7 separate regions of the Mus musculus genome follow, and all the other regions are linked to region 1. The links are chromatin contacts, called in public promoter capture Hi-C maps. All regions are on one chromosome and are shown on one strand. The core of a region is the stretch at or near the end of the contact, and the rest is flanking DNA. Distances in the headings are between cores, read along the strand shown.

The links. Promoter capture Hi-C pulls out the DNA fragments that hold promoters and counts their contacts. Capture Hi-C pulls out chosen DNA fragments and counts their contacts.
Region 2: a contact with region 1 is called in a promoter capture Hi-C map of pre-B cells, with 5 times the contacts expected there. The contact joins the promoter of Mrps33 here to the promoter of Trim24 in region 1. A contact is called at or near these places in 2 of 39 promoter capture datasets (liver and pre-B cells) and 1 of 9 other capture datasets (liver).
Region 3: a contact with region 1 is called in a promoter capture Hi-C map of pre-B cells, with 5 times the contacts expected there. The contact joins the promoter of Braf here to the promoter of Trim24 in region 1. A contact is called at or near these places in 2 of 39 promoter capture datasets (liver and pre-B cells).
Region 4: a contact with region 1 is called in a promoter capture Hi-C map of liver, with 5 times the contacts expected there. The contact joins the promoter of Ndufb2 here to the promoter of Trim24 in region 1. A contact is called at or near these places in 1 of 39 promoter capture datasets (pre-B cells) and 2 of 9 other capture datasets (liver and pancreatic islet).
Region 5: a promoter capture Hi-C map of pre-B cells shows a contact between it and region 1, with 3 times the contacts expected there. The contact joins the promoter of Adck2 here to the promoter of Trim24 in region 1. A contact is called at or near these places in 3 of 39 promoter capture datasets (erythroid cells, liver and pre-B cells).
Region 6: a promoter capture Hi-C map of pre-B cells shows a contact between it and region 1, with 4 times the contacts expected there. The contact joins the promoter of Mkrn1 here to the promoter of Trim24 in region 1. A contact is called at or near these places in 2 of 39 promoter capture datasets (liver and pre-B cells).
Region 7: a promoter capture Hi-C map of pre-B cells shows a contact between it and region 1, with 8 times the contacts expected there. The contact joins the promoter of Kdm7a here to the promoter of Trim24 in region 1. A contact is called at or near these places in 2 of 39 promoter capture datasets (erythroid cells and pre-B cells).

Annotation. Positions count from the first base shown.
Region 1 is chr6:37,868,938-37,873,357 of GRCm38.p6, forward strand. Trim24 (tripartite motif-containing 24) reads left to right here and starts at 1,874. Exons shown (of 19, transcript NM_145076.4): 1 at 1,874-2,537. The coding sequence starts at 2,174.
Region 2 is chr6:39,808,255-39,812,674 of GRCm38.p6, forward strand. It overlaps Mrps33 (mitochondrial ribosomal protein S33), which reads right to left and starts at 2,682. Exons shown (of 3, transcript NM_010270.2): 1 at 2,610-2,682.
Region 3 is chr6:39,723,398-39,727,817 of GRCm38.p6, forward strand. Braf (Braf transforming gene) reads right to left here and starts at 2,066. Exons shown (of 22, transcript NM_139294.5): 1 at 1,710-2,066. The coding sequence starts at 1,898.
Region 4 is chr6:39,590,079-39,594,498 of GRCm38.p6, forward strand. It overlaps Ndufb2 (NADH:ubiquinone oxidoreductase subunit B2), which reads left to right and starts at 2,487. Exons shown (of 4, transcript NM_001358797.1): 1 at 2,487-2,634. The coding sequence starts at 2,537.
Region 5 is chr6:39,571,513-39,575,932 of GRCm38.p6, forward strand. It overlaps Adck2 (aarF domain containing kinase 2), which reads left to right and starts at 2,364. Exons shown (of 8, transcript NM_178873.3): 1 at 2,364-3,694. The coding sequence starts at 2,789.
Region 6 is chr6:39,418,438-39,422,857 of GRCm38.p6, forward strand. It overlaps Mkrn1 (makorin, ring finger protein, 1), which reads right to left and starts at 1,932. Exons shown (of 8, transcript NM_018810.2): 1 at 1,662-1,932. The coding sequence starts at 1,846. It overlaps Gm10244 (predicted gene 10244), which reads left to right and starts at 1,941. Exons shown (of 2, transcript NR_152168.1): 1 at 1,941-2,215; 2 at 2,303-2,857. Gm25402 (a small nucleolar RNA gene) reads right to left here and starts at 3,982; the gene lies at 3,852-3,982.
Region 7 is chr6:39,204,712-39,209,131 of GRCm38.p6, forward strand. It overlaps Kdm7a (lysine (K)-specific demethylase 7A), which reads right to left and starts at 2,062. Exons shown (of 20, transcript NM_001033430.4): 1 at 1,730-2,062. The coding sequence starts at 1,923.

The DNA.
Region 1 (4,420 bases), core at 624-3,123:
CCTCAAGTCTTTGGGAATTACAGAGCACATGGACTTTATTCATGTGTATTCAAAAGCTTGTCTCCTCTCACAGTATTCTTCAACCTCTATGAGGTTTTACCCAGCTTTTTGTTGTTTAGAGAGTGTTTCTCTGTGTAGCTCTGGCTGTCCTGGCTCTGTAGAGCAGGCTGGCCTGGAATTCAGAGATCTGCCTGCCTCTGCCTCTCAAAGGCTGGAATTAAAGGTATGTGCCACTGAGCTTGGCTTTTTACGCAGCTTTTGGCTGAAAATGTAATTTTTATTATTCTTATTAAAGGTCCATTAAAGGAAAAATGTTGCCTACTAATCATAACCCAATGAAATCTACCTTTGAGGTAGAGTCACGCCATTGTCTCCTTCTGTAAACCTTAATCCAGCTGAGTCTGCCCATCACCTGGATAAGGGACCATCCCTTAGAAAGGCAGGTTCACCTTCAGCCACGCTAAAGACACAGAGGAATAATCTCTTTAATAAACAGTGTTCTTCCCCCAAATTCCTGGCCCATAGTGCAGTAGTTCCAGATTCCCCACGAGATTCTCCAGGATTTCTGTCTATTCTGTCTCAGAAACTCCCAACCTTCTCTTTGTCTTCTCTTTTCTTTTGGGTGTTAGCCTAATACACAGTCTCTGATAGTTTCGGCTTCCTTACTCTTTCTCTAAAGCTCCCCTCCATGTGGCTGCTGTAACCATGTGGCTGTTTAACACAAATGGCATGGCATCTCTTCCACTTCTCCATCTTCCTCTGGGCAGCTGCTGAGATTTACAGCTTGCCTGCATTGGTTTTTTTCTTTCTTTTCTTTTAAACTCTAATAAAATTTCCTCCAGCTTCTTTTGAGGCTCTTCTTAAATTCTTTTATTAATGAGACTAAGAACCTCAAGAGGGGACTCTGATTTCCCTAGTAACAGGTGGCACTTCCCATGGGACTCCCCAGAATTTCCGGTAACAAGCACGGGAGAAGGAAGACATGAAATATAATACTGAAACTCTAAAACCAGAATTGAGGTCCCCCCCCCCCCTTTTGAGACAGGCTTTTACACTGACTAAAACCTAGAATAACTTTGAATTTGTAGTGATTTTCCTGCCTTTGCCTCTGGAGTATTAGTATAGGTGTGTGCTACCACGTCTGCCTTTTTTTTTTTTTTAAGAGTTTAATATTCAGGTACTATGGACACTTGCAGATCATTTATTTAGTCCTCAAAAAAATTAACTGCTTTTATTCATTTAAGAAGCAAAATTAATTTCACCCTTTTCCATTGAGGTCTTTTAAAGTTCCGACAAATTTGTAATTTCTCCCCCTTTACATCATTCTCATTAATTCATCACAGAGATAAATTCAGGCCACAAAAAGAGTAAAGCTGCCTGCACACTCCCCCTTTCACACAATGTGGGCTCATACAACCCGGTTTTGGGTCTCTTCTCGTTTGCACGTAACTTACTTCTTCATCCTCCCGTGGCCCTCCCACGATCTTACTCCTTTACCCATTTAAGTCTCCAGTAGTAAAAGCAGTTTTCCAAGCAGTTTCTTAATTAATCAGGCTGGGTAGACTGGGCAGAGCCCCCGCCCCTTGGGCGGGGCCATAGCGGCGGGCGGAACCCGATGCCTGCTCTGGCTCCTTAACAAATGATTCCTTTACAATCTACAGAAGAGAGACACACACACAGCGAGCCAATCAGCGGCCGCGGTCCTCGCGTCCGGCGGGGCTAGCCCCGCCCACTCCCAACCTCCCGCGGGGGCCGTCCGAGCCTCGCGGGCTTCTGCAGACCCCGCCCCCTGGGCAGGCGCGGCGGTCATTGGATGGCGCTCGGCTCGCAGTCGCCGCGGTTGCTGGGAGAGGGAGGTGGGGGCGGGGCCCGCGGTGGTCCAAGGGGCCCGAGAGAAAGGCTGCTAGGCACGGGCGGGCGCGCTGGGCGGAATCGAGCGTCTCGGTGGCGGTTTGCCTATCGGCCCGCGCGGCGGCGTCGCGGTGCGGGAACCGGTCCCCGTTGACAGCTCCGCGTCTTCCGGCCGCGCCACTCGGGAGGTGGCTTCCTCCCTGTGCTCCCTCCGCGAGTCCGTTCGGCCTCGGAGAAGCGGGAGGCGGCGGCGGCTGCGGAGGTCGTCGGGGGCGGCGGGCGGTGAGCGCGCTCCCGCTTCCCCGGCGGCGGCCGCAGGACAATGGAGGTGGCTGTGGAGAAGGCGGCGGCGGCAGCGGCTCCGGCCGGAGGCCCCGCAGCGGCGGCGCCGAGCGGGGAGAATGAGGCCGAGAGCCGGCAGGGCCCGGACTCGGAGAGCGGCGGCGAGGCGTCCCGGCTCAACCTGTTGGACACTTGCGCCGTGTGCCACCAGAACATCCAGAGCCGGGTGCCCAAGCTGCTGCCCTGCCTGCACTCGTTCTGCCAGCGCTGTTTGCCCGCGCCGCAGCGCTATCTCATGCTGACGGCGCCCGCGCTGGGCTCGGCAGAGACCCCTCCACCCGCTCCCGCCCCCGCCCCCGCCCCGGGCTCCCCGGCCGGTGGTCCTTCGCCATTCGCCACCCAAGGTGAGAGGGGCCCGCGAGGTGGCGGGCGCGACCCGCTGTCACGCGGCTGGGGAGGGGGTGAAATGGGCCCGCGCCGGCTGAGCGACTCGGCGGTCCCTCACTTTTGCAGAGCTCTGACGGTTGTGGCGAGTTAGCTGCTCTCTGCTCCTCCGCAAAGCTTTGTCCGGGTGCATATGATCTGGATCAGCTCGTGTACACCCGGGTTATGCGAGCCGGAGGGGGGAGGAAGGGATGGAGATGAAGTGATGGGGATTTTCTTTGATGATTGATTGCAGATTGGCTGCCGTCTGTTTCGAATCTTGTGCGTTCCGGGCTTTTTACCTTAATGAGTTCCCTCTCTGTCCCCTCCGTAGGGGACAAAGGAACCGGGATAAGTTGTTTTGTTGTCTGCTGCTTTCGGAGATTTTATTTCGAGCGATTCGATAAACGATAGAAAGTAAATAGACTTCCAAAGTGTTTTGTATGCCGTAGTTGGAAGTTACTTTCTCTTTTGTGGTGTTATTGGGTAATTAGTTTTTGACAGGTAGTTTCCTTTGCTTATGTTACCAGGTTTAAATCGTTGAAAGTGATTTGAAGTGCAGTAATTATTTCTGGGAGAACACTTGAAGTTTTTAACTTTTAATATTGCAAATATTTGGGCAAATTGACGTCTTTAAAATGCGAAGTAACTGAGGAAGGGAAATCTTTTTTCTCTTGCTTCTTGGGTTTTGTGTGTGTGTGTGTGTGTGTGTGTATGTTTTGTTTGGCTTATGTAGCAGCCCAGAATTGTCCACAGCTAGCAATCTTCCTGCCTCAGCTTCTTCAGAGTAAAGATAACAGGCATGAGCCATTGCACCTGCTAGCCAGACACTTTTAACATCTCTTTTAAAGGGAATAACTGTTTTAAGTTAATTTGTTAAGTAATTATATTTATTAGGTCAGGATGCAATTGCTGGCTTGGATTGTTGAATTAGATGCATTTAGTTTTTTCTTACAACAGTCTTTAAATACAGGAAACTATTTTCCATGGGTCTCTATTGTTGCAGGAAGCCCACCAGAGGTACACCACTCAGTCTATAGCTAAATGAAAGTATTCCAGCCAGCTGGATTACAATCGGGTATCTAGAATGCAAATGTAATCCAGTGGTTTTCAACCTGTGGGTCCAGACCCCTTGAGAGGGTGGAATGAACCTTTCACAGGGGTCGCATATCAGATATCTTGCATACTAGATATTTACATTTTGATTCATAACGGTAGCAAAATTACCATTATGATGTACCGAAGAAGATAATTTTATGGTTGGGGGCCACCACAACATAAGGAAGTGTGTATTGAAAGGTGGCAGCACTATGATTAAGAGCTTTATATCTTTAGAGCAAGGGGCTTTTTTTTTGTTTGTTTGGTTTTTTGTTGTTTTTGTTGTTTTGAGATAAGGGTTTCTCTGTGTAACAGCTCTGGCTGTCCTGAAGCTTGCTTTGTAGACCAGGCTCAATCAGAAGTTGCAGAAATCTGCCTGCCTCTGCCTCCCTAGTACTAGGATCAAAATTGTGCACTACCACTGCCCTGCAAGGGGCTTTCAGAGGCAAAAACCATATCCTGTTATCTTGCCTTGTAGTTGCGAGCAGGAGGTTTTGTGCAAGCAAGCAGTTTAACAGAAGCTAAGATAAGCAGTTAACTGGAGGGGAAGATTTGTACAAGTGGCCAGTTTAACAGAAGCCAAGCTAGAGTATCTTGACTTTGGGTTCTTAGATTTTGGTAATTTTCCACAATATTCTCCATCAAGGAAGCCAAACTTTGGTCAAACCTAAAATAGTCTCAGCAAAATATAAGATAGGGGAACCTCAGTACTGTCTTGCCTTTTCATATTAACTAATTGGTTCTATGGGCAAGAGTCAAATAGTTG
Region 2 (4,420 bases), core at 1,432-3,931, 1.9 Mb after region 1:
TATCCTGGCTCTGTCATTTGATCTATTCTGAACTCTGCCTGTCTAAATTCTAATTTCCATCTTTCTGAAATTCAAGACTGCAGGGATACTGTGAGACGTCAGGAGAGCAGTGGCACCCAGTAAATGGTAACCCACAGAAGGAACAACCCTAAACCCCTCTGATAGCTTGGTGCTCGTGGGTTCAGTGAATAGTGTTCATTTGTTGACTCCTTTGAGTGCACAATTACACAGTTACTCCTGCGCCTCCCTGAAATGATACCCTCATTTACAAAGCCTGACGAGGGGAACGGGGGCAGCCAGAACCTTGGTAACCTGACAGGCAGGAAGGAGAGGAAGCCTGTAGACAGCAGCTATGCTAAGGTAACTCCATAGCCACTTTGCAGTGTAGCACACAGGTGGGATATATAATCAGCCGTAAGATCTGATTAGACTCCATGGCAACACAGACCACAAAAGCCAAGTCTTAAAATGACAGCCTTCTCTCTCTTATGACAAAGAGAGAGAATAATCCTCTTTAGACCCGAGTCCCTGACTCAGCCCTACTCCCAGCATGGTGGCTTTAGCTTAACTAACACACACACACACACACACACACACACACACACACACACACACACACACGATGTACTTTTTAAAAAAGCTTCAAAAATTGCATTCGTTTATTTTGTGCTGGTATGTATGTATGTATATATGGACACACATGTGCTACAATACACAGGTGGAGGTATGAGGACATTTAATCGTCCCTAGTCATTAGGGTTGACTGCAGTGTCTTTGTCCATTGAGCCATCTCACTGGTCTGTTAAACTTTAAGTATAAACAACACATAAATAAACCAACAGAGGTCAGTTGTGGCCTTCAAACCTGGCACTTCAAAGCACAGGCTAGTGGTTCTCTGTGCGTTCAAGACCAGTCTTGTTCTAAGTGAAATTTTAGGCAAGCCAGGGCTACATGGTGAGACCCTGTCTCACCACAAAAACACAGGCTAAAATGCCTGCTTTCTGTAACTGGTCCTAGGGCGGATGCATTGCTACCTCCCTTCTCCCTTCTTTAACTTAAAAAAAAAAAAAAAAGAAGAGGCTGGAAAGATGGCTTAGCAGTTTAGGTGCTTGTCACCAGGCCTGCCATCTGACTGTGATCTCTGGGACTCCCCTAAGGTGACCTCTGCATGCCTGAGCACACACACATACATGTAAAGGGCTATTTAAAAATTTAGGACGTTTTGAGATTTCAGTATGCTTTCCTAAAGGATTTCAATTTTATGAAAGAATATAACCTTTTAAATTATATAACATTAAGTCAAATGATTTACATGCCAATTAGATTTCAATTCACATAAAATTATCCTAGGAGTTACACAATAGGGTAAAAATTAAAAACAAACAAACAAAAGTTATTTGTGGGTGGGTCTGTGTGACTATGTTCCCAGGGAGGCAAGATGGAGAGGGTTCCCCTAGACCAGTAGTTCTCAATCTTCCTAATGCGGCGTTCCTTTAATACAGTTCCTTATGTCGTGCTGACCCCTCTACCATAAAATTATTTCATTTCTACTTCATAACTGCAGTTCTGCTATTGTTATGAATTTATGAATTGTAATGTAAATATCTGATATGCAGGATATCTGATATGTGACTCACAGGTTGAGAACCTCTGCCCTATAATGGTGTTATACGTGGTTGTGAGTTATCTGACTAGAAACTCAACCTGGATCCTGCAAGAGCAATATGCTCTATTAACTACTGAGCCATCTCTTCAGCCTCACAAATTAGTTCCTTTGAAATATCATGTTTCTTTAAATGTGAATGAAAGAAAAATACAGGTGAAAATAACCGTTGAAAATGAGAAGCAAAACCAAATTACTTAAATATGTCAAGCAAAACACATAAAGCCCACATCTGAAAATTCAGAACTCTTTTTTCCCCTTTTGGCATAAAAAGATAAGTTTATCTTTCTCATGGATCTATTTATTTAAAATGCTTGCAGGTACACTTGTGTGGGTATAAGTGTAGGTCAATTATCAACATCAGGAGTACAATTTACCTTATTATTTGAGTTTCGACTGACAAGGAAAGCTGAAGGCATAGTGCCTGCCTAATCACGACCCAAGGAATGCATACGAGTTGTTACTGAGAAGCAACGTGCTCAGAGCATTTAAAAACTGGTACCAATTATTTTACTGGGTCACAGGGCATGAACCCCTCCGAACAGATAACTTTATTTTTTTTTTTTTGTTCAGCATGCACAACTCATACTCTCCGCTGTCTGATTCGCGCACTCCTCCGGCGCTGGAAGCTGTAGTAGAGTCATTCATTTTCCCAAGCATCATCTAAACTGCATTTTAAATAACAATCAACAAATATCGCCGGCGCATCCCACACAAAACTGAGTGCGAGGGCGGGCTCACTAGGAGAAAGGAAGTGCGTTTTTGGTTTGTTCAGTTCCCCACAGGATAAGGGGAAAGCCTCGGGTGTTTGTGGGGTACACGTGGAAGCTCCAGGAAGGCCCCTAACTGACTCGACTGGATCTGGCAATTCCACCAGGTTAGGGACCCGGGTCCGCCCGCACCGCCGCCGCCCTCTGCTGTGACCCCAGCGCTCCGCTTGCCTTACCTGCTCCTGACCTCGCGCACGCGCGTCCCCGGAAGGCCCGCCCCCCTTTACTTGCTTCCCAGCTCCAGAGAGCAGGAGAGAGGCGGAAGCTTGATGGCTAGAGCGGAGTCGGCGGACAACCCGGAACTACTCTCACTCCCTGGGGGCGGGACCTCGGGCGACACCTAGCGGCCGCGCTCGCTCTGAGCCCAGGGCCTCCGCCCGCGAGGAAAGCCGGGTTGTGTGGGTGTGGTTCTGAGAGTGGGGGAGCCTTGGCTATCCAGGAAGGTTCTAGAGGGACCACACGCATCATTTTGTCGAGAATAGCCAGAGCTGAGTCCCTCCTCGCTGAAGCTCCTTGCTCTGTGATAATAGAATGAAATGCAGTATTTTTCCTTTGTCTTCACGTTTCATTTTTCTTTTCATTAGAGCTTATGCTCTTTGCGTTCCAAAGATACTTGATGCTAGCTCAGAGTCTTTCTGACCGTGTTGGGTTCCTATCAATCAAGGAGTTGAGCTGTGGTTCTCTTTTCGGGGTACAGGGATAGAACTCTTGGATAGGAGATAGACAGGAGCAGTAACACAGAGAAATTGTGTTTTGGAAGATAGCCTAAGTTCTGCTTCTCTTTGTACATTTGGATAAGCTAGTGTAAAACTCTGTCCCCAGCCTTTTTCTTTTCTTTTCTTTTTTTGTTTTGTTTTGTTTGTTGAGACAGGGTTTCTCTATGTAGCATTGGCTGTCTTGGAACTCACCGTGTAGACCAGGCTGGCCTCAAACTCAGAGACCCATCTGCCTCTGCCTCCTGAGTGCTGGGATTAAAGGTACACACCTGGGCCGTCAATCCCAGACTCAAACTTTTATGATAAACTCTCAATTGTTTTTTAAAAGCAAGATGTCTTAATTGTGGAGCAAGAAAATATCGTAACGGACAGTATGAGATCAATCATGAGATCTTGAGCAATCTCAAAAGAAATCAGATATGTGGGCCAAGAAAACTGCAGCTTTATCTGCGCAGCTGTGTCAGCTGCGGGTCAGAGTGCCCTTTACCGTTGACTGTCCTTGGGAATGAAGATAGGTTGCTCATACCGCATCAACAACTAAGGTACCGGGGTATTTGCCTACGTGTGCACCAGTGAAGGGTCAGCATCCTGCAGAGACCATGACTTCATTACGATATTATTTTCATTGTGGGCTTGGCCAGGATAAGCTTTTCTAGAGGATCCTGAGAAGAAATATCCTTCAAAAGTGATCTGACCCACCGTGACTTAGGAAAGAAAAAGGCTCGCCCTACTCTATCACTATGACACCCACTTTATAAATGTAAGAATTAAAAAAAAAATACGACGGGGAATCTACTGTGCTCTTGCCCTTCTCTTTGGAACAGCTCACTCCTTGAAATCTTCGCTTGCTTTGTTAGATAAACTGCTTACACTGTGTGTCTCCTCTGAATTTCTTCCTTGAAAAAACAAGAGCTGAGAGACCGCCTCTCATAAAAAAGGCATGTCTCCTCGGCAAGCCTTTCACTGACAACAGAAACACTATCAGTATTTCGCTCCTTGCAAAATCTGCTTTCAATAGAGCCACCTTTTATAGGGATTACTATACAGTGCCTATTGAGTGCTTGGTAGGTCGATTGAGAAACGAGTGCTTATTTTCTGAGCATTAATCAAAGTCTTACATAAATACAGTAAAATAGATTTTAGAATTGAGGCAAGTCAGCAGCAAGTTCTATATCTAGAGGAGGGCATTCAATTGACATTGTCTTTGCTCCTATAGAATTTGTGTTTGCCAAGTTTTAATATGTTATCAACTCACATTATAGTATGCAATC
Region 3 (4,420 bases), core at 816-3,315, 1.9 Mb after region 1:
GATGAGGGAAAGAGTGTTATCCTTAGACTGGAGAAGAAGCCGAGGGAAATAAATGCAAATGGAAACTGACCTGAGCATGAATTCAAGTGGTACGTTGGAATTATTTCAAATTAAGAAATAAGAAAAAAAAAAAACTGTGAGAAATGTAGGGTGGCTCAAATGATGGTACTGAACACATTCTGGGTAGAGATGGTATCAAAAGATGGAAAACAAACATTATTGCAAACAGACTGCTAACGATAGATGGAGAGTGGAGGATGAACATCCCAAGTAAATATAATGAAGCAGGAAAAAGAACACTGTAGAGATAAGGAGGTAGTACGAGAACTGGGAAACTTAAGTAGCAAGTTTATCTTTAAACAAAATTTATCTTCAAGTAAAATCAACAGAAACAAGTCACTCTCGACAACTGTTTGTAAAATACCGTATTCTAGCCAATTGTTTGTAAGATATGGTATTGTTTATGCGATACAGTGCCCAAATGGTAAATGTAGTAAGTTTTACATACAGAGAAAAGAGAATAAATTAGGTAATTTGACAATGTAATAAGTTGAATGATACAAGGACTACCAAAAGCCAAGTACTAAAGACTGGTAAACACGAAAGATGGGACGAAAATGGGAGCGAGCCAGATCACTTAAACCCACTAAAAACAAGCTAGCACGCAAGCAAGCAAGCAAACAAACAAACAAACAAACAAACCCACGAAGGATATCAACTGAGGTGTGTATGTGCACTGAAAGACTAACCCAAACTGCCAGCAGTGCAAGGGAGCAAAGGGCCAAGTGAAACCTGATGGAATCTTGACAGCTTTGGGGTTCAGGGAGTGAATAGCTTGCAAAGTGTCCAAAAGGATTTGTGAAGATAACAACGGATTACAAGGTGACGGTGCAGTGGAATGAAGTAGAGGCACTCAAGGGGACTAGGGCAAGAGAAGAGCAAAAATGCTCTTCCGTGGAAACTAAGGTTAGAAGCAAGTAGGTACAGTTGAGAAATGAGCGGGGTGGTGGATGAGGATAGAGGTTTACGGGTCAGCAAGGGAGCACTGACAAACAGTATTATTCGGGGATCAGAGACCAGGATGGGAAAAGCTTCGGAACAGTAAAATTTGGGGCTGAAAAAGTAAAGACTACACCAAAAAAAAAAATCATCCCCTGGGCAAAAACCGGTCAAAAGAAAAATCCCCCAAACAAGTAGCAAAGTGGGAAGGGGACAAGGGCCTGCAAAGGGAAGATAGTGAGGAGAGTGGAAAGATGCGCTCCGTCATCCCCAGGATCAGGGAGTAATCGCACACGGCGGTTCCTAGGGCTAGGGGACCAAGGGGTACTGCCCTGGCCACTAAGCTCCATCCTCGACGCCGTCCCTGCCGGCTAGCAAAAAGGAAAACATCTCAGGGATGCAGGGCTGGAAGCCTCAGCCAGGCGTGACCTTCTCCAACCCAGAGTTTCGCCCCCTCTGAAAAGGCTCCAGCTCTGCCCCCACTGCCCCAATCCCATCTGGGTGGGGGCCGGGGAACCCCCCTGGGCCATCGTGTGTGTTTACGTAGCGAGGAGCTACAAGACAGAGGGGGACACTCGGCCGATAACCACCTCCCCGCCGGCTACCAAGCACTGCCGGGGCTCCTTCTGCTGCCTCGGTCCCTCGCATAAACACTGGCCCGCCGAGCCCCTGACGCGCGAGCACTGGGGGGGGATGGCGCCGCCACTCACCTCTTCAGGAATGGCCGGGTCCGCAGCCGAAGAGGCCGCGGCGCCAGCGCCGGCCTCCGGCTCCATGTCGCCATTGAACAGAGCCTGGCCCTGCTCGGCGCCGCCGCCGCCGTCGCCACCGCCACCGCCGCCGCCACCGCCGCCGCCGCCACCGCTGCTGCTGCCACCGCCGCCACTCAGCGCCGCCATCTTCGAAGCGCGAGCCGGGCCGAGCGGCCGCCGCGGGGCGGGGAGGGGGAAGGGAGGCGCAGGGCGGGCGGAGGCGGGCGCGGAGGCGCGGGGGGCGTGGGCGGAGCGGCCGGGGCGGAGGCCACCTCTGGAACCCGCCGGCGGCCCCGGCGCAGCCGAGCCTGAGGGGATTTGGGGGGGGGAGGGGGCGGAGACGACGAGGAGTCGCCGCGGCAACGGCGTCACCCGCATGTCACGGTCGTGACGTCACCTGGGTGCGTGACGTCATCCGAGGAGCACCCTCGCGCCGCTGTCGCCAGGGGAGTGTTCCTTCTCCTCCAACCACCCTCGCGCTCACACGTTTCTACCCGCACAGTTTCCATGGCTCCGGCTTCCTATTTTTTCTCAGCCTGTTCTGTCATGTGGGATTTACTAGAAGAGCAGGGGGTGGTGTTTTAAAGAAGTTAAAATCCTAGAGGGAAGAAGGCCGGAAAGTCTGTAGTACTTATTACTGCCGTTACAAAGAAGCTCTGGGTGTCATAAAAATAAGACCTTAAACGCCAAGGTTGAAACATCAGCCAAGCCAAATTTCATAGAACTGTCTTGGAGCAGCTAAATTCTCAGTATGGTGTTTGTATCCTGTCCCTAAAGGACTTGATCTGTTGAAGTATAAATGAAAATCTAAAGCTGGTCTTCAGGGTATTTATTGCCTAGTTTCAGTCATTTACTATCAATTGGCTCCTTCCATGCACTAGGACCTGAGGAGAACACATGACCATTTTAGACATCTTATGCATCATAGCTAATTTTTATTCCAAAGAAAATAATTTAAAATATTTTGTAGATCCTGACTGATCCAAGGCATTCTCTTCAAACTGTATATGAAAAAAAGAATTGGGAGAAGAGAATTAAATCATCTCAGAGAAGCCCAAGTTGCAGAAATTAAACCCAATTTCTTTATGTAAATTACATGGTTAAAGTACGTTTAACCAAAGAAGGAAATAATGGAGAGAGGAAGTGTGTTAAGAAAAAGAGAAAACAGGAGTGAAAAACAGAAGCTACCAACACTATTCAGGAATTTCCAGTTTAACTCTTGAGTTGAGTTGTCTGTGTGTCTGTGTGTGCACTTCTATTAATGGAAAGGGGGATGGTCGCCACCAACCTCTTTATTGCATTTAGGATGAGTTGAAAGGTAGAAAGCTTCTGACAATAGGATGTCTGCCTATTTGGTCTGATCAGCACAGGCCCGGCAACTGATGCTTTGCTTCAAGGTAAGCAGTGCACGTGTGGCTGCTTGGTGAATCAAAGCATTACGTTCTTGTGTATTGAAAAAAAATGCCACCAATCAAATAGCTATTCTGTGTTTGCCAATGACATTGTACATTCTCTTCCAAGCAGGGACATTCCCCTGAGAGCTACATTTAAGTCAGAAGATGATCTGACAGATTCGAGTGAAGGAGATGATCACAGATAGAGACTATATTATCAAGCTATGCTAGTTTAAGGCAGTTTTTAAAAACCATAAATACATAATGTCTAAGCATACTAAAATAGGGCCAACAACCAGGCAAGGGACACTTCCTCCTTGATTTTGTCTGAAACACAACTGTTGGGGTTTTGGGGTATTGTTGTTGTTTGTTGTTGTTGTTTAGTCCCTAACTGTCCAGGTTTACTTTAGGAAATTATTCCCTAAGAATGTATCATTATAACATTTTTTTTTACAACATTAAAATTTCTAAGACATTTCTCTTTTGTTTTGTTTGAGACAGGGTTTCTCTGTGTAACAGCGCTTGGCTGTCCTGGAACTTGATTCCCAGAGATCTGACTACCTCTGCTTCCTGAGTGCTGGGATCAAAGGCATGTACCCCCATGCCCTGCCTCTAAGACATTTTCCATGGTTCCATTTTAAACAACATCCTTATCAGCATCAGTCTATACAGTGATCACGTCTTATGTGATTATTTCTTCACAGGATGGCTGGCCTCATCCATTTAAGATGGATTCTGTTAGTTTCCACTCATTCAATTTTTTTTCCTTGTGTGTTGGTTAGTTTTGTTAACTAATGGTGTTCCTGCTGTATGTGTGTGTGTGTTTCCTCACCCTCAGTAAAGGCCTTTCTTCAACTGCTGATCCTGTCTGCTCCTGCTGGCTATGTTTGAGATTTCTCCACTGCTACCAGACAAGCTTAAGATCTTTCCTGCCTTTTACTCTTTAACTGGCAGAGAAAAGTAAATAAAGACCCCGATTGTTAACATTTTTGAGACCTTGTCCAGGATTTCTGGTCCAGGACCACCAACTCATCAAAGTTGTCACTTAGATGCTGATGTCTAGTGACTTTAACAAATAGAATCTGCATGTCACTCAGATTTGGCCTATGTAGCCCACTTCCATTGGACATTACCTCTGGTACGTGGGCAGAGATGTCTACTGCTGATGATACATCTCTCATGTGACACTTCAAGAATACATACTACCAGCTGAGCACTGGTGGCACATCCCTTTAAACCCCAGCACTCAGGAGGCAGAGCCAAGTGACCTCTCTA
Region 4 (4,420 bases), core at 1,237-3,736, 1.7 Mb after region 1:
AGCGAGTACTAAGGGTGTGTCTATATTCCAACCAGAAGGATTAAATGTGTGTCCTAAGGGCTGATCCACACCACAACTAGAAATAGGTTCAAATATCCTGTAACAACCCAGGTTATTAGGTATGCATGGCCAACCTGTTTACACATGGAACATCTCACGGGTCCTTTATGGCCTCTTAGAAATATAAGCTGTGTTTGTTCTGTGGTCTTGCCTGGAGCTAGACAGCTATGTAGTTTGAGACGTGAGCTTTCCATTCACGATCTGTCTCTCTTAGTGGTTTGTACGAGTTGTTAAAAAGAGTGGTGGACAGTAGCTCAGAGAAAACCATGCCATTGACTATAAACTGGAAAGTCAACTTCCATCCATAGAATTCTACAGGTTCAGGTTTAACCCAAGGCTTGTATTTAGCAGACACAGTTTGCCAGTCAAAAGTCAGTATTTGGGAGCCAAAAGTTGGTGGGATGGAGTCAGGTTTAGAAAATGGAGGGGCTATTGTCTTTAAAAGCTTTGAGGAGCTAAAGAAAAAGATTCCTATTTAGTAAAGCCAGTGAAGTAGCTTAGCAGGTTCCAAGAATAGAGGTGTGTTCGGCCACACCTTCTGGTCTGAGTTCATGGGACCTGCATGACAAAGGAGAACCAATTCCTGCAGATTTCCTCTGACTGCGTGGATGCAGTGGCAACACACACACACACACACACACACAAATAAAATAATGGAAGCCTGGATCTCAGATGGCAGAAGAAGAGAATAATCTCTTGATTGACTGTGCTCTGATCACCACATTTATGCCATGGTACATGTGAGCCCACACATAACAACACTCAAGGTCTCCCTTGGGTTTGACTCCTAGGACAGGTTTCCTGTTACATAAAAGGGCAAAGAGGCCCACATATGGGCACAGAAGGCAAATTATCAGTCATATTTGATGCTTCCAAGTCACTAAATTCAAGTCTGGCCTTGATGAGTACTTGACTCTTGAATATGAAACATCATAGCAAATTTCTAATATGTGATGTTGGTACACTAATGTTATAACCTAAAACTGCATGTTCTTCAAATCAACCAACCCAAACCATAATGTACCAGGGAAGACCTTGTTGGAATCAATATTCTTGGTATCACACACACCCCTACCCACTAGATCATAGCGAAAGTAATCCTGCAAAGCAACATATTATTATTATTATTATTAATTTTTCTTTTGGTAAAATGTGCCATAACTTACAGTGGCCTTGCAAGCACACTAGGGCGGGAAGTTCAGTTGTTATTCTAATACAGGTGATGACTGTGTCTCATCCTATTGGTAGAGTGCGACCTCAGACTCTGCCATGGTTGGATAGTTCCTAATAGATGCAAAGGAAGGAGGGAAGGAAGGGGTCCATAGCTCTTGTCGTCAGAATGGAAGGCCTTTGTGTAAACAGGTTTTCCAGATGATTAAAATACTTGAATAATTTTACAAGGTGGAGATTATTAGAGTATTGACTGTTGGTGTGCTAGCTACTGTTTATAGAAAAAAGTCCGTTTCTCACAACCTCTTGGGGTTAGGAGTAGTCTTAGGTTTGGAGTCTATCCAGATTTCAACAGAGGCAATACTGAGAGAAAAAAGCAGGCCGAGGAAGGCGGACTATTTTAATAGCCAGTGGAGCCTTTGTTTCTTGAAGGAAATCTGAAGTGAGTGAAAAAATTAGTTTTTCTGGAAAGATGACAGTAGGCTATCCTATAGACCTAGTAACTCGGAACAGATATGTATGTCTTGTTTTATGAGGATGAGCTTGAAAATTCATATTCCCTCCCCACTAATGGCCGGAGACTGAGCGCATCTGCGCGTCTACGTGCATCTATTTGTGTTACAGCTCCCACTGCGAGTACATTTCTACGGCTGAAGTCAGGTCTCGATTTGTTGCCATCTTGGTGTTGCATCTTAACTGGACTGCCCTCATGTCCTTATTTTTCTGCTTGCTTATTACATTAATAACAAGAGGAAATGCCAAAAAACCTCGAATTGGCTAAGGCTCGAGGCGTTAGGAACTTTCCCCCATGTTCCTGGCCGACTTATTCCGAGTGTGCCGGGTTGGGTTCCTCAGGTGATTCCCGTGCCACCAGTCCAGGTTCTGAAATTTAACACCCTGGCTGATTAGTCATTCAGAACAATGCTGAAACAACGATGCTATAAAATAAACATTGCGATGTTATAAAATAAACATTGCGTGGTTCAGAAAGGGCTTAGGCCTTTAACAAGGGCCCACAGTGGCAAGAACATGCATGAAAGCACCGTCTATATGAGCCAAAGCAGGGAGCAGCAGTAAGGTCAGCCAAGAGCACCTTGCCAGGCTGTGCCACGAGGCAGCCAGGGCTCCTCCTGAAGGACGACCTATCTGCCCGTTAACCTGGAGCCTCTAAGGTCCGCCAATGGCTTGAACTTGTCCCCTGTGGCCTACCATCAGCCCGGGTAGAGACGCAGTGCGACGCAGTGACGTCACGGGCCGGGACTCGGGGAAGTGACGCATCAGGGGTGGGAACTGCAGTCTTGCTAGTATGTCTGCGCTCACCCGTCTGGTACCTTTCGGCCGCGTCGGAGGCCGCCTGCTCCGGGGCTGCCGCGCGCGGGCGGCTGGAGACAGTGGAGTCCGTCAGTGAGTGTCGGGCGGGGGCGAGGGTTCGGCCGGCTTGAACAGGCAGCGCTGCCATCCGGACGCTGTCACCTTGAAGCAGTCGCCCGGGAGGGTGCGTGAAACTCCGCTGCCGCCCGAGGCATGCTGGGTCTTGTAGTTTTGCCTGGACCGAGACTGGCCTTTTAGTCGGCTTGGTGGGCTAGAGGTGAAGGGATGGCGCAGGGTTGCGGGAGAGAGGCGTTAACTAAGACCCGAGTGATAAGAATCCAGTCCCGCACAGTCTCCCGGACTGAGCCTTCCAAGCAGCTGGCTAGTGGAGGTCCCGAGCGCATGGAGACGGGTGGAGATGGGCTCAGAGACAAGACGGGTCCAGGCAGGGCAGACACGGAGACCTTGAGTCAGTAAGGTAGTATAGTCTGTTCTTTTCACCATTAGGTACATTTTTACGATTAAAATTTGGCACTTTTTTTGAGCCTCACTGTGTAGCCTCGACTGACCTGGAACTCATTAGTGATCCTCCTGTCTCTGCTTTCGGAGTGCTGGGATTAAAGGCGTGCGCCCCCAAGTCAGTGTTTAGATTTGGCACTTTAAATCCTAGATTGGATGCTGTGTCTTACTCATTTTGCCTTCTCTCCACCCGAGATTTGTAATACTTATAGCTTTATTTTGTTGTATTGATCTGTCTCTCAGTCTCTGTCTGTCTCTGTCTCTCTGTCTCTGTCTCTCTCTCGCTCGCATATAACCTGGCAGGTTTTGTCCACCGAGATTTCTTTTAAGATCTTCATACCGTTTTGGGGATGCTTCCCGTCCAGTTTCACTACTTAGCTTGGATTTCCCTTACCTCCAACGGGGGAAGAAGGGTTCCACTATTCATCTAAGTTCCCAGCCCTTGGTTTGGGTTTTTGGGCCACAAAAGGTCCAACCCAGCAATAGTTCAGGTGGAAACTTACCTGAAGTTTGGCTTCTGGTAACTAAGTTTCAGTTTCCTTCTCGTTGATTTATTATTACTTTTCGCCCTTTCATTATGGGGCTACAGCTTGATTCAGGAGTCTAATGATAGACCACTTGTCTTGGGTCTCTGAGTCGTCAGAGTGGGATCCCTGTGAATGCCAGCTTCAGTACTGGCTTCCCAGGCATTTGTGCTCAGTTACTGATACTTTTTTTTTTTTTTTTAAGATTTATTTATTTATTATATGAAAGTACATTGTAGCTGTCTTCAGACACTTCAGAAGAGGGAGTCAGATCTCGTGTACGGATGGTTGTGAGCCACCATGTGGTTGCTGGGATTTGAACTCTGGACCTTCGGAAGAGCAGTCGGGTGCTCTTACCCACTGAGCCATCTCACCAGCCCCCCAGTTACTGATACTTGAAAAAGGACCTTTTATTTATTTCATTTTAGCATCATGTTTATTTTAATTGGGAGACCCCTCAGGGTATCTAGATTGCCACAGTGCACTTAGTCTGGCTGAAGCATGACACACAAGTGTTTATTGAGATTTTGCCTTCCTCCTTTCCTCCCCCCACCCCTTTTGGGGACAGGGTTTCTCTGTGTACCCCTGACTACCCTGGAGCTCACTTTGTAGATCAGGCTGTCTTCAAACTCGCAGAGATCTGCCTGCCTCTGCTTCCAGAGTCCTGGGATTAAAGGTGTGTGCCACTATGGTCTGGCTGCACAGGTAGATCTTGGGTAATAACTGTTAAATACAGTTGGCAAACAAGGGAATTACAGAAGCGGCTCTGCTATGTTCTTTAAGTTGTGAAGCAATGACAGCTGACAGAATGGCTAAAAGGAACAGGTGAACATGCT
Region 5 (4,420 bases), core at 1,114-3,613, 1.7 Mb after region 1:
GCCTCTACCTCCTGAGTGCTGGGGTCCTGTGCACTAGGAAGCCCAGTGCTAGGCAGTATTAGGAAGGTTGAAAAATACTGCTTTGGGGGATCTTGTCTAGTTTTAGTTGGACAACCCTCCTGTGTTCCTTTTGGAGAAATAAAGATCCAGAAAAAGTTGTCTGGGGGTCACAACCTAGAAGCTGCCTGTCTTAGTCAGGGTTTCTATTCCTGCACAAACATCATGACCAAGAAGCAAGTTGGGGAGGAAAGGGTTTATTCGGCTTACACTTCCATACTGCTGTTCATCACCAAGGAAGTCAGGACTGGAACTCAAGCAGGTCAGAAAGCAGGAGCAGATGCAGAGGCCATGGAGGGATGTTCTTTATTGGCTTGCCTCCCCTGGCTTGCTCAGCCTGCTCTCTTATAAAACCCAAGACTACCAGCCCAGAGATGGTCCCACCCACAAGGGGCCTTTCCCCCTTGATCACTAATTGAGAAAATGCCTTACAGTTTGATCTCATGGAGGCATTTCCTCAACTGAAGCTCCTTTCTCTGTGATAACTCCAGCTGTGTCAAGTTGACACAAAACTAGCCAGTACACTGCCATGGCTTAAAATGATGGACTCAGAACAATTCAAGTCTTCTGTGAACAACTTTGGGGCAGAACAGGCAAGTGAGTCAGGAGAAAGGGGATACTTTGTAATTAGTGCCTGCCCACATTTCTTTTTCTTTTCTAAAAATTCTTATTAGGTAGATTTATTTATTTTATATTATGTGTGAGTGTTATACATGTATATGGGTCTGAGCACAGACCCCCCTGGAACTTGTTCATTAGGAATGGCTGTAAACCCCATGCGGGTGCTAAGAATGGAACCCAGAGCCTTTGCAAGAACAACTAGTGCTCTTAACCACTGAGCCATCGCTCTCCAAGCCCTATTTTGCTTTTTTGAAACAGGGTCTCACTATGTAGTCCCTGTTGGCCTGGAGCTTGCTATACAAAGCAGACTGACCTCCAACTCACAGATTTTGCCCACCCCTTCCTTCCCTTCCCTCCTTCCCTCCTTCCTTACCTCCCCCTTCCTTCCTTCCTTCCTTCCTTCCTTCCTTCCTTCCTTCCTTCCTTCCTTCTTTCCTTCCTTCCTTCTTTCCTACTGGAATTGAAAGTGAGGGCACCGTGCCTGACACCTGACCACATTTCAAAGCAGTGTAAGGCATCATGTCTGCCTTGGGAAACCCAAAGGGTGTACCCCATCTTTTAGAGTTAGGAACTGGACTGTTATTGACCATACAGGAAGAGCCATTGGCCACTCCACTATTCCTGACTGTTAGTGGCCCTGATCTTACCTTTGGAGAAATTACTATATCTTCTGAGCCTTCTGGATGGCCAGGGGGTGTGTGTCTTGAGGTTGAATGACATGTCCAGTGATAGGAACCCTGGCCTTGTCCTTGTTTCTCTTTTTCTATAATCCTTTTCACCTGGGATGTCTTTAAATCTACCCTTGGTCAGACTTTTGTGCAAATTTCTTTCCACACAGGGACAAAAGCTGTTGATAGGTAGTAGGGACTGTGGTGCCCCAGGGCAGGCAGCTTTTTAAGTTCCAGAGCGCTGAGAAGAAATTGCAAGCCCTTTCCCTGGCTATGTAGGCTCAGTTCCCATGCTCTATCACCTACACACACACACACACACACACACACACACACACACCCCTCAGAACATCAAAAGTCTTTCCTACTTTGGAACTTTTATTTGGCTCCTCTCCCAACACCCTTTTTTTCTTCTCCAAAGTAGCCCAGCCTATGATTCAACCAGCTCCTCACTGCTTCTGTGGCCCTTGCTACATTTTTATTTCTATGACATTTATTTTGTATGTGGGGGACACGACTTAAAAGGAATTGGTGACATCCTTCCTTCATGTAGGTTCCACGGATCGAACTCATTTATTTCGTTGGGCTTGACATAAAATAATATCGTTACCTATCTAGTTTAGTATATATTCTTGTGACTCAACAAATATTAAATTAAATTCAAGAAAGACCTGATTTGGCTCAATAAGTCTTAGTTAAGTGTATAAGCCATTCCCTAAGGTCTAAACACCGCCGCTAAGTCAGCGTAGCCTGAGACTCAAGAACTCAGCAGCTGAAAAATCTGTCCTTCCTTTGGACCCACTTGTAATATTCAGTGTAGTTTAATATTTCTAGGATTTAAGCTACGAGGCTGTGAAGAGGAAAGGCAGACGCGGAAAAGAGGGCTACAGAGCTCGCGTCTGCGTTTTTTCTCTAAATCATCACAGGAACTCGATGTGCCCAGGCGCTTTTGCCCTAGTTCGCGCCGTGGCCCCTTTAAGGAGCATGTCGTGGGCAGAGAGGGCGGAACCAGGTACCGGAAGCTGGGAGCAGCGCTGGCCCGGACGCTTAGTGCTCTCTCTCTCTGCCTGGTTGTCACTGCCCGCTCTGTGCAGGTCCCGAGCCATCGGCTCGGCATCTCCGCCGCCCCCCGGGAGCCTGGCCCGTGAGCCCGCCGGAGCGCGCCTCTCAGGTCTTCCCGCGGCCCTCTGAGGCTTCGTCGTTCTCTCTAGGCCGCGGGTCCGCATCTCCGTCCCTGGCGCTCGGCGACTCCCTGCACTCTGAGCTCTGGCGCTGGACAGCTTGTCACCCGTGGTCCCCGGCTCAGGTCCCCGTTATCCCTCCCCTCCTGGGCTGCGCTAGGGGGCGCGGTCCGACTCATCCCCGCTTCGGCACGGAGCGTCTCCACAATGGCTTCCCTTTAGGTAGAGAACAAGCAGTCTAGGCCAAGGGGTCTAGAGAGGATGGTGACCCCCTGGCGTTTGTCTGTCAGGGTCTGCTTGTCACACTTAAGATGCTTTGAGTTCAGAAAGGAACTTGGGCATTCCAGACCCCTGGGATGCTCTCGCAATGCCAGACTATGTTGGTTTCTGCTAGGTACTTTGCCCAAATTAATCTCAGCCCATGGCAGTGTTGGAGAGGGGGCGCCTGGCAGCTTGTGCCAGAGAAAGACTCACTGGAGTGACCTGGCGGAAAATGGACTAGTGGAGAAGGTGGCCCAAGAAGGGCCTCTGGCCCGCGTCTTACTGTGTCTCCGCCTAGGGCTCCGCGCTGGTGTGCTCTTGGCGAAATTCTTCCCCCTCCTCTTCTTGTACCCTCTCACCTACTTGGCCCCTGGCCTCTCCACCCTCTGGCTCCATCTGCTTTTCAAAGCTACAGAGACCTCAGGCCCAACATATATCAAATTGGGCCAATGGGCCAGCACCCGGCGCGACCTCTTTTCAGAGGCTTTCTGTACCCAGTTCTCCAAGCTGCATGTCCAGGTGACCCCCCACCCTTGGGCAAGGACGGAATACTTACTCCAGCAGGCATTTGGGGAGGATTGGGGCAGCCTCCTCTTTTTCGAGACCCGGGAACCTGTAGGTTCAGGTTGTGTGGCCCAAGTGTACAAAGCGTTCGCTAGTATTTCCTTGTTGGAGGAAGACAGGATCTGGAGACTTGGGGAGCTCTCTGCCCCAGGAACCAGGGCCGTGGTGATGCAGAGAGAGCCCTTTATGAAAGACCGGAAGCCTTCAGAAAACCTTGCCGACGAAGCATTTCTAGAAAAACTGCTTCTTCCTAAAGCTGACCTTGGTGGGTCAGAAGTGGGTGTGTCTCAGGCTCCCTGGCATCTGCCTAAGTCAGATCACCTCATCCCAGTGGCAGTGAAAGTAAGTGCTCTCAGACCTTGCCTAGCACTTTAATCAAGTACCTACCCACTGAGCTGTCTGCCCCAGATCCGAAAGAGACCCTCGTGAGGGGCACATTGCTTTCTGTTCTAAGACTGAGTATTCCTTCTCCAAAAATGCTTGGGAATGGGAGCGTTTTGGATTTCATACGGTTCTGGATTGTAGAGCATTTGTATATCTTGGATGAGATAGCCTGGGATAGGACCCAAGTCTAAACACGAAACGTGAAATTCATTTATGTCTCACACACACACTCCACAACTTAGACATGTAGACTATAGGTCATTTCATGAAGTACTTTTAGTGCACCTGTGTAATGACCTTGCATCACCTGAGGTCAGGTTTGGAATTTTTCACTTGTCAGTCCTTTACCGGGTCAGATATTGAAGCATTTTGAGTTTGGATTAGGGCTGCTATTGCTATTGTAGCTCAACCAATACCTGTTAAATTCAAGCTATTTCTTTTATTTATTTATTTATTTATTTATTTATTTATTGTAGTGAGGATTGAACCTAAGGGGCAGTCAAACTTAGTTCACACATGCTAGGCAAACCCTCAGCCACTGAGGTTTATTGTGAGGCCTCATTTTGCCTTTAATTGTAGACAAGACCCTGCTATTTTAATTGTCCTCCCAAGTAGCAGGGATTGCCACAACCTCCTGGCTCAAGTTTGTTTGTTTTTTCTTTTTCTTTCCTTTCCCCCTCCTCC
Region 6 (4,420 bases), core at 682-3,181, 1.5 Mb after region 1:
TTAGTACACTTCTCCACAGATGCTGGGGAACCAACTGCCCCAACCATACCCACAAATCATAAAAAAATTAAGGGAAAATGTTAACCGGACAGTAGCGGTTCACCCCTTTAATCCCAGCACTCAGAGACCTGTGAGTTCCAGGCCAAGCTGATCTACAGGGCTAGTCCCAGGACAGCTAAGGCTACATAAAGAAACACTGTCTTAGGAAGGAAGAGGGAGTAAGGGAGGGAAAAGGAAAGAAGAAATGTTGAAGCAGAAATGTATAAAGTTGCAAGCATCTGACAGGATGATAATGAAATCAGTTATGAAATGTTATTTGGTAATGGGTATTTAGAACTAGACTAGAGAAAGATAGTAGATGAAAGAAAAAAAAAAATCAAGGATTTAAATTTTCAATATCAGCCCGGGTGGAAACACTATCCTTAGTACTAGGAGGGCAAAGGCTGGAGGAGGGAAGTTCAAGGCCAGCCTGGTCAATGCAACAGTGTTAGGACAACCAGGCTGCAAAGCTGGACCTTGCCTCAAAAAAAAAAAAAAAAGAACAGACTGAGGGGAAAGCTTTAATCTGACGTTATTAAATGTGTTACAGGAAAGACTGGAAGATTCTTCAGTTTGGGAGTTAATATCAACACCGAGTTGTTCATTAGGAATTGCCTTTAGCATTTGCGGTTAATAAACTGTCCTTGCCGGGTTTAAAGTGGCATTTCCTTTTAATTTTCTTAGCCGATAGAAAAGCGTATATAGTCCTTCCTGGTAGTTAAAATCTATATACTCGGGCGTGGTATCATCTCACCCCTGCACTCCCGCACTAGAGAGGCAAAAACAAGAGGATTGCCGAAAATTCTAGGGCAGTCAGACTATATAGGTCAACCGGGGCCACACAGTAGGACTGTCTCAATAAGCCCCCTCCCATCGTTAATACAAACAATCCTTCCTCCAACGTTTATAGCTGGGGAATTATTTTTTAACATACGTACTGTATAACTGTCACCTGATCATACATTTTCCCAATAATTTCGTCTCGCTTACCAAACAAGAACCAAACCTCTCTGGTCGGATCTCCTTTCTCGCAAAGAAGAACGCCTCTCAAAGGGACAGTAATAATAATGGCAGTTCATAAAACCAAGGGTGGAAGAGCCTAACGCCGGCTCCGAACGCTCGGTTCGGAGACAAAGCTCGGAACCGCCGACCACCGACTTACATACAAAGGCATACAAAAGCGGCTGCTCCCGGCGGGGCGGGGGTGAGCGGCGCAGAGAGCAGAAAAGACGTTACAAACGGATAGCCCGGCTCGGAGCCCCGGGGCCGGCCGAGCTCGCCGGGACCCTTGGAGGGTCTCAGGGCGCACCGAGGGTCGTTAGAGCCCGATTCGCATCGGCGAGCTCGCGCCGCATCCCCGAACCTGTAGCGATGGAGGCCAGGGCGGGGACACCGGTCCTCTCCGCACGCACCGGGGCGCCGCTGAGCGAGGCGAGGTGACGGGACCGCCCTGCAGTCCGAGCCCGCAGTCTGAAACCCGCAGCGATGCCGCGGCCAACCTCTGCGGAGGCTGACGCAGCGATGCTGTACGGACAGCCGCAGCGGGGACCCCGCGACGCCCGCCTCCGCCTCTTGCTCGGCCCCGCAGCCCCCGCCCTCCGCCGCGCCACGCAACGTCCTACCTGCAGGTGACCTGTTTCGTCCAGCCGCCGCCGCTGCCGTCGCTGCCGCCGCCCCCTCCTCCCGCCCCCGGGGACGGGGCAGCGACTGTGGGGATAGAGGTGAGGGAGGCCGCTGCCACCGCCGCCGCTGCCGCTCCTGCTCCTGATGTTGTGGCTGTTGTTCCGGGAGCCGCAGCCTCCGCCATTACTGTTTATCCCACACAGCAATGGCCCCGGAACTTCCGGGATCACATAGTTCCGGTCCGGCTGAGAAGGAGAAGACAGCGAAGGGAGGGGAGGGGAGGGAGGCTGAGGAGCCCGAGAGCTCTGCGCCAGTCCCGCGCCGTGTCACCGCGTCTCCGAGCGCTCAGGTCTCAGGAACTGCGGGCTCCGCAGGGCACCCGCGGCCCTCCTCCGGCGACGCTGATTGGTGATGGCTTAGGCTCCGCCCTAAAGGGGCGTGATCACACGCTTAGCCAGGTGTGCTAGGATGGTCCTGGTCCTAGCCATCCTAGCCATCAAAGGACCACATGCAAGGACCAACTTCTGCCTATGGCTGGTGGCGCACGTACAAGGTGGGGGAAGGCCTGGGGCTGTGTCTGCTCTTTATCTAGAGTGAGATCCCAACCTATTGTGTTGGGATCTGTTTCTTTCTCTCACAGGAACTGTCAGAATCCCTGCTGATGGAAGTGCCCAGGTGGGCCTGGCGGCAGACATCTTGGAATCCCACCAATGTGAAGACTTGAGTATCACAATGGCTGCAAGTTCGAGACCAGCCCAAGCTAAATAGATCCTGTCAAAGTAATAACAGTAATGTTGTAAATGAATTATGTGTGGTAGCCTGTTTGTAATACCAGCTCTTGGGAAGCTAAAGGAAAAAAGTGTTTGGTTTTATACCTGACCAGGAACTGAGGTGCATATTTTACATATCAAAGCAGACTTGACCTCCGGACTTCCCTAGCGTCCTTTTAGTCCCTATCTGGCATTCCCTGCCCCCAACCTTGAACTTTCCAGCCCAGGAGCTAGGCTGCCCTTCACCCCAGAGGCTCCTCCCTATATTTCTAGACATTTTCTCTGTCTCCTCTCTGCCTGCATGCCCTTTCTTTTTTTCTCTCTCCCTTCCTTATCCCATCCTTACCCCCGTGGCGACTCCTGAGGCCAGTGAACTAGCCTGCCTGAGAGAGCTTCCCAATAAACCTGCCTTTAATAGACTCGAATCTAGTGTGAATTGGCTCATTTCACCAACATCAGAGAAATAACCTATCAAAAAGGGTCACAGGCTTGAGGCCAGCCTGGGCTACACTGCAAGAATCTGTCAGTAAGCAGACAGCCTTCAAGGACATGCTCCCAAGTACTGGCTCCCAGCTAACTATGCCCATTCCCCTAGAGTTTCCACCATCAGGTTATATGAATCCACTGATGAGGGCAGTGCCAATCATTTCTCCAAAACTGTGTCTAAGCATAAATCACTGGAGTCCAAGACACATCACATGAACTTCTGAGGAACATTTTAGATCCAAAGTTCTCTCTCCCTCCTCAATAAAGTAAACCTGGCTGGACTTCAATGAACAGAGATCTGCCTCCCAAATATTGAATCCTGGGGTTTAAAGACTTCACCACTGTCCCCCTTTATTTTATTTTACTTTTAATCTTTAAGATTTGTTGCACAGCTGTTGGGGAGGTAGCACAAATGTTAGCAACAAATTCAATGGAAAAGTTCTTGTCACTATAGTCATTCACAGGGACAGGTCTTAGCCCTCTAAAGTGTTGGTGTCAAGACTTCATATGCTGGAGTCTCCCACATCTGAGCCAATTACCAAGCAAAGGAAAAGATATGTTCTGAGTGGGCAGTGTATCCAGTTTCAAGTTGTGTTGTGGTCTTACTGTCCACTCCCTGGTACTCTAGTGTCCACAGACACCTGGGAGGCAAAGAGGAGACATAAAGCAGCTTTCTGCCTGCCGCACAGGCTTCTAGAGGCCTCTCTACTGCAGCAGCCAAGGAAGGCAGGAAAAACTGTTCCACCGGAGGATGCAACTGGGGCTCGTGGAGACTTGCAAAACTAGGCCAGAATAAAACCCCTGAATGCAGAGCCCTGCTCCCACCTCCCTTCCAGGAGCCTTTGAGGCTATAGAACAGCACTGGCAGAGAGTATTCTGTGAGCCTGGGGTCAGCAGGCAGGAGGCCAAGAGGCTGGGCTGGAGAAGATGTGTTCTTCGAAAGCACCAAGGTTTCACAAGGACAGGAGTTGACCTTCCAAACACAGGAAAAGGCTTTCGCTTCCTATCCCTGCTGTATCAATGACCAGGGCATAAGCAATCCACAATCAACTTGGAATACAGGCACCCCCTTCATTTTTTTTTAAATCAATTCAAAAGTTTATTAGACATAGAAAAAAACCTGATATCTCACAGGCAATACTTAAGTTCCTAGTAATAATACATTTGAACAGAGCATTCCTGTACTTTTGGCCTAAGATGTGTTGCTGAATACGTGAATCAGTGTACTTGCCCCAAATGTTCAACATAAACAGAGAAGTGATGGACAGAAAACTCACCTCCAGTACTGGAACCAGCCAGCTTTTAGACTCTGGGGACTCTTTTGTGTAGCATCGCCACATCCACTCAATTCAGTCCCAGCAGAGGTGGTTCAGCTTGTGCTCCTGGTGCCACAGCTGACGTTTTTTTCCCTGCCTGAACACAGATCTCCCTCGTCCATGCCCTGCTGCTTTGCTGGGAAAAGGCCATGAGGAACCCACATTGATGCTAACGGGTAGGACAGC
Region 7 (4,420 bases), core at 812-3,311, 1.3 Mb after region 1:
AGGCATATTTTTGTCAAATAGTGCCCAGGAAACTTCAAATTTTTCAGTAATTACAACCAATTCTTGTTTTATTCTTTTTAGAACTTAATGTTGGCTACTCAATTCTGGTTGCCTAGAGTGTTATAGAAGCAGAGAATGTAGGCATAGAATTGGAAAGGTTTGGTATCTACAAATTTTACTTTTATATATAATCAAAATCTAGGGAAACATTTTACTAAGTGACATTACCCTTCAGCTTTTATCAGACTGTTGAAGCTTGCCTTTACAAAAATGAGCACATTACCCCTCTTTTAAAGTGATACGTTTGTGTATGCTATCTGTTGTCAGAGTCCTGTAACTTTAAAACTCGGTAAATTTAACTGCACTTGAAAATTAAGTCAAACTCTACGCAGTTAGTTGTCAACACTGAAAGAACCCTGTAATTTCAATGGTTTTCTCTCCCCAGACCAGTAGAGGGAGACTAAGACATCTGGCCTGGTGGTGCAATGTTTCTGTAATATTGGGGAGGGGGAGCGGAGGCTGTATTTAAATGTCCTGCTGTCAATCAAAGGATACTTCCTACAACCACAGTCACCATATCAGCTCTAACTCCCAAGCGGGCTCTCGTCAAGATACAACATACAACGGTGCCCAGAAAACCTGCCTCACCTAAAGGTGACCGCAGGCTTTGCCACAACACCCAAATAAGGACTTTGGGAGCCCAACCCCAACTAGTTTCTTTGTTTAAATGCCTGCGAATCCCTCCCACGCCGGAGTCAAGAGGCTCTGGCGCCGCCCTTTATTAGCCTCACACTTTGATTACAAAACACACGAGTCGGCGGCCTGGCTGCGGAGGCGGCCCGAGCTCTCCCAAACGTCAAACCTGCGGTGCGGCGGCGGCGGCGGCATCGGAGGGCATCGTCCGCCACCGCACCGCCCCAAAGTTGGATGGCCGCAGTGCCCAGGCCACCGCGGCGGGCCGTCCGGGTGTCGCCAGAGACGCACTCACTGTAAAGTTTGAGGCGCTACAGCGACGCCCGGGAGGGTCTGCGGCGACGTCCCCTCGGCCCGGCCCGCCCGCCCCCCCCCCCCGGCCATAGGGGGTGTGTTGCGGGGTGGGCCAGCGGCTGGCCAAACTGTGCCGTGACGGGGCCCCGCACCTCGCGAGTGCCACATCTGTTGCTCTGTTTACTCGCGCCCGTCGTCCCACCGCCCCGTCCCGCCGCCCGAGGAAGTTTGATAAAGAGAGAAGGGGGCGCGACGGGACCCGCGGCGGGGGCGACCCGCGACCGGACCGAGCCGCGGCCGCCCGGAAGCGCAGCAAGCGCGGCGGCTGGCGAGGGCAGGCACGGGGCGAAGGGAGCCCGGGACACAGCAGTGGGCGGCAGCCAGGGCGGTGGGGGGACCGCGGGCTGCGGGCCTGCCTTCGCTCCTCCGCCACCCGAGCCGTGCCGCCCACCGCGTCCCCTCAACCGGGCTTCCCCTGCCAACTTCTCTGCCGGCCCCTTTGTTCCTGTTTGTTGTGGCGACTCTTCGCCCGGGCCGGCCGAGCCCACCGGCTCCGTTCCGCAGCCTGCCGGGCAACCGGGGGCCCCCGCTCTCGCCTCCACCCGGCCCGGACACTCGGTGCCTAAGAGTCGGGACGTGGGGAGCGACGCGGCAGCCGAGCCCGAGGGAGGCGCAGGCGGCAGCGGCAGCGGCTGGTCGGTGACCGCAGGCGACGGCGGTGGGACTGAGGGGGTTTATTTACCTGCCGTGGAACCAGTCCTTGCAGACATCGCACTCGATCATGAAGCGGTTCACGTCGTACGGCTGCCGGCATACACAGTACACGGGCGGAGGCGGAGGGGGCGCCGAGGCCCGACCCGGAGCGGACACCGACCCCGCTGCCGCGGCGGCTCCAGCTGCTGCTCCCGCGGCCACCGCCGCCGCCGCTCCGGCCATCTTTAAAAAACACACACACACGCTCGCTCCTCCGCTCGCTGACTGGAGCGAGCGCAGCCGCCAGCCAGCGCCGCCTCCTGCAGCAGCCGGAGCAGCAGCCCCGGCGGCGGCGGCGGCGGCAGCAGCAGCGGCGGCGGCTGCGGCGGCGGCGTCTTAGTGCGCGCGCGCGAGCGAGCAAGGTCGCGGCTCAGGGGCGGGGGCGGCGCGCGCGCGCGCGACGCGCGAGGCCCGTCGGCTGCTTCCGGCGCTCAGCGCGGGGCCGTGCGTCCCGCGCACGTTCTCGGTCTCCGCGCGCGCTCCCTGGCACCTTCCGCGGCGACCTGCGCGGCGACCCGCAGCGGGGCTGGCGGTCCGGGGAGGGGGCGGAGACGCCGTGAGGGCACGCGCCGCAGTGGCGGCGGCGGGCGCGCGACTGCAGACGGAGGAGGAGGAGGACGGCGGGAGCGTGCGTGGAGCGGGTCTCGCCGTCCTCACTGCTCCCCGAGTGGAAGCCCAGGCTCGCGGGGGAAGTTCCTGCCGTGTGAAAAGGTGGATGCTGTGGCTGTATTCTGAGGCGGAGAAGCTCGGAAGTTTCAGCCCTCCAGGGTCGCTTCGCTTCGCGTCACTTAGCAGCCGCCCACTGAGGATGCCACCCCCGTCCTGCGTGGGCCCCGACCGGGGTGACACGTCAAGCAGTTGTGCCTCCCGAGGTGGAGGAACGCCTTGTGAAACGCACTCAAACTTCCGAAAGCGTCGCGCCCAAATTCCCAGAGAGCAACTTGGAAATCTGTGTGTTGATTGGAGCCGCTGTTGTGGGGGGGGGGAAGAACGTGGTCTCCAGGAGGAATTCCGTTAATATCTGTCGCCAAGGGGGAACCAGGCTTGAGATGGGGTTGGTGAGAGGAATGAAGAACCGGTGTTTTTATAAATAACACAACTTGGCTGTGACTGCTCTGCTCTGCTCTGCTAATTGGGGAAGTGGGGAGAAAATTTTGAAACGTCTTTTCCCTGGGAAGGGAGATGCTACCAAAAAGAAAAAAAAAATCCTTTAGGAGTTCTCTGCGCAACACAGGCCATCACTGTTTTTTTAGTCAAAGGTGAAGCTGAATCAGATGTGAGGTGATAAACTGAGGAATAAAACTACCCAACAAATTTAGAATAGAGAAAAGTGAATAGAATGTTAAGGATTATCAAATCAACTTGGAAGCTGAATCTCTGTGAGCATTTATATCCAGAGAAAGCAATAAAGCTCCCTGGGTAACTTATGTTTTGGAACATGAACAGGTGAGTCAACTCACCGTCCCCAGGCAGTGACGCTCCCTGGTTTAGTCTAGCCTTTATTTTTATTTTTATTTTTTTTCTTTTAGTGGAGGAAATCGAGTAAATTGCCACAATCTCAGAATTGGAACTAAACTTGTTTCTCCGTTATATGCCCAATCCTTTCTGTACTACACAGATGTATGTTTCTCACATACATCACAAGAAAAGAAAGGCCTGAAAATCATGGTTGACACAAACCCAATAAATTTGAAGCATATGTAATTTTAGTATCGTGGCTCAACAAATTCCTGAAAGATCTATTAAAAATTATAGCTAATAATGCCTCTTTTAATTACCTCACTCAGGCAGAAGAGAAAAAGGAGGGAAAGAAGAAAAGCAAAAGGAAGTTATTTATTTAATGTGTCTTAAAGAGGGTGTGTGCGGACTGCACAAGACAACCAGTGAGTGAAAGGCAGCCAAAGCTATCTCATGGAAGCCAGGGGCGTCCATGCAGAAAGCAGCCTGGTACACAGTGTTCTCTGAGGGCACACCTGGCTTTAGAAGAGTAACACCGAGTAGAGAATAAAGAGAGGATTGGTTATATACAGCATGTTGTTTCAATAGGTAATTATACTAAGGAAACAGGAGTTCGGTTTCTCCCTCTTGAAAAGGAGAGCTACAAATATGGAAGAAGAAAACTAGAGCACTTTTCCTGGTAGACTAGTAATAGCAGAACCAATCTCTATTTGTAGAAGTACGAACATACTCTGTCCATTCAGAGAATCTGTGAGCAAATGAATCCATAGAACACTGAGTCCAGAGTTTGACTTCTAAATATAATTCCTCATTTTTCTTAGCAAAATAGTTCACTCCAGGACTGGGAAAGAAAAAAAGAAGCAAGATAAAGCCTTAGTTGTGTCAGATAAAAAAATATATATAAGCAAAAACTAATAAGGCATGTCAAAAAGATATAGGCCAACTTGCATTTCTTGGCCTGAATTGAAAAATAAATGCAGCCAGGCTTGGTGGCACACACCTTTAATTCCAGCACTTGGGAGGCAGAGGCAGGTGAATTTCTGAGTTCGAGGCCAGCCTGGTCTACAGAATGAGTTCCAGGACATCCAGGGCTACACAGAGAAACCCTGTCTCGAAAAACCAAAAAAAAAAAAAAAAAAAAAAAAAGAAAGAAAAATAAATGTGCTTCATGATATTGTGTGTGAGACAGAGACAGAGAAATCCCATGCTCTCTCTCTCTCTC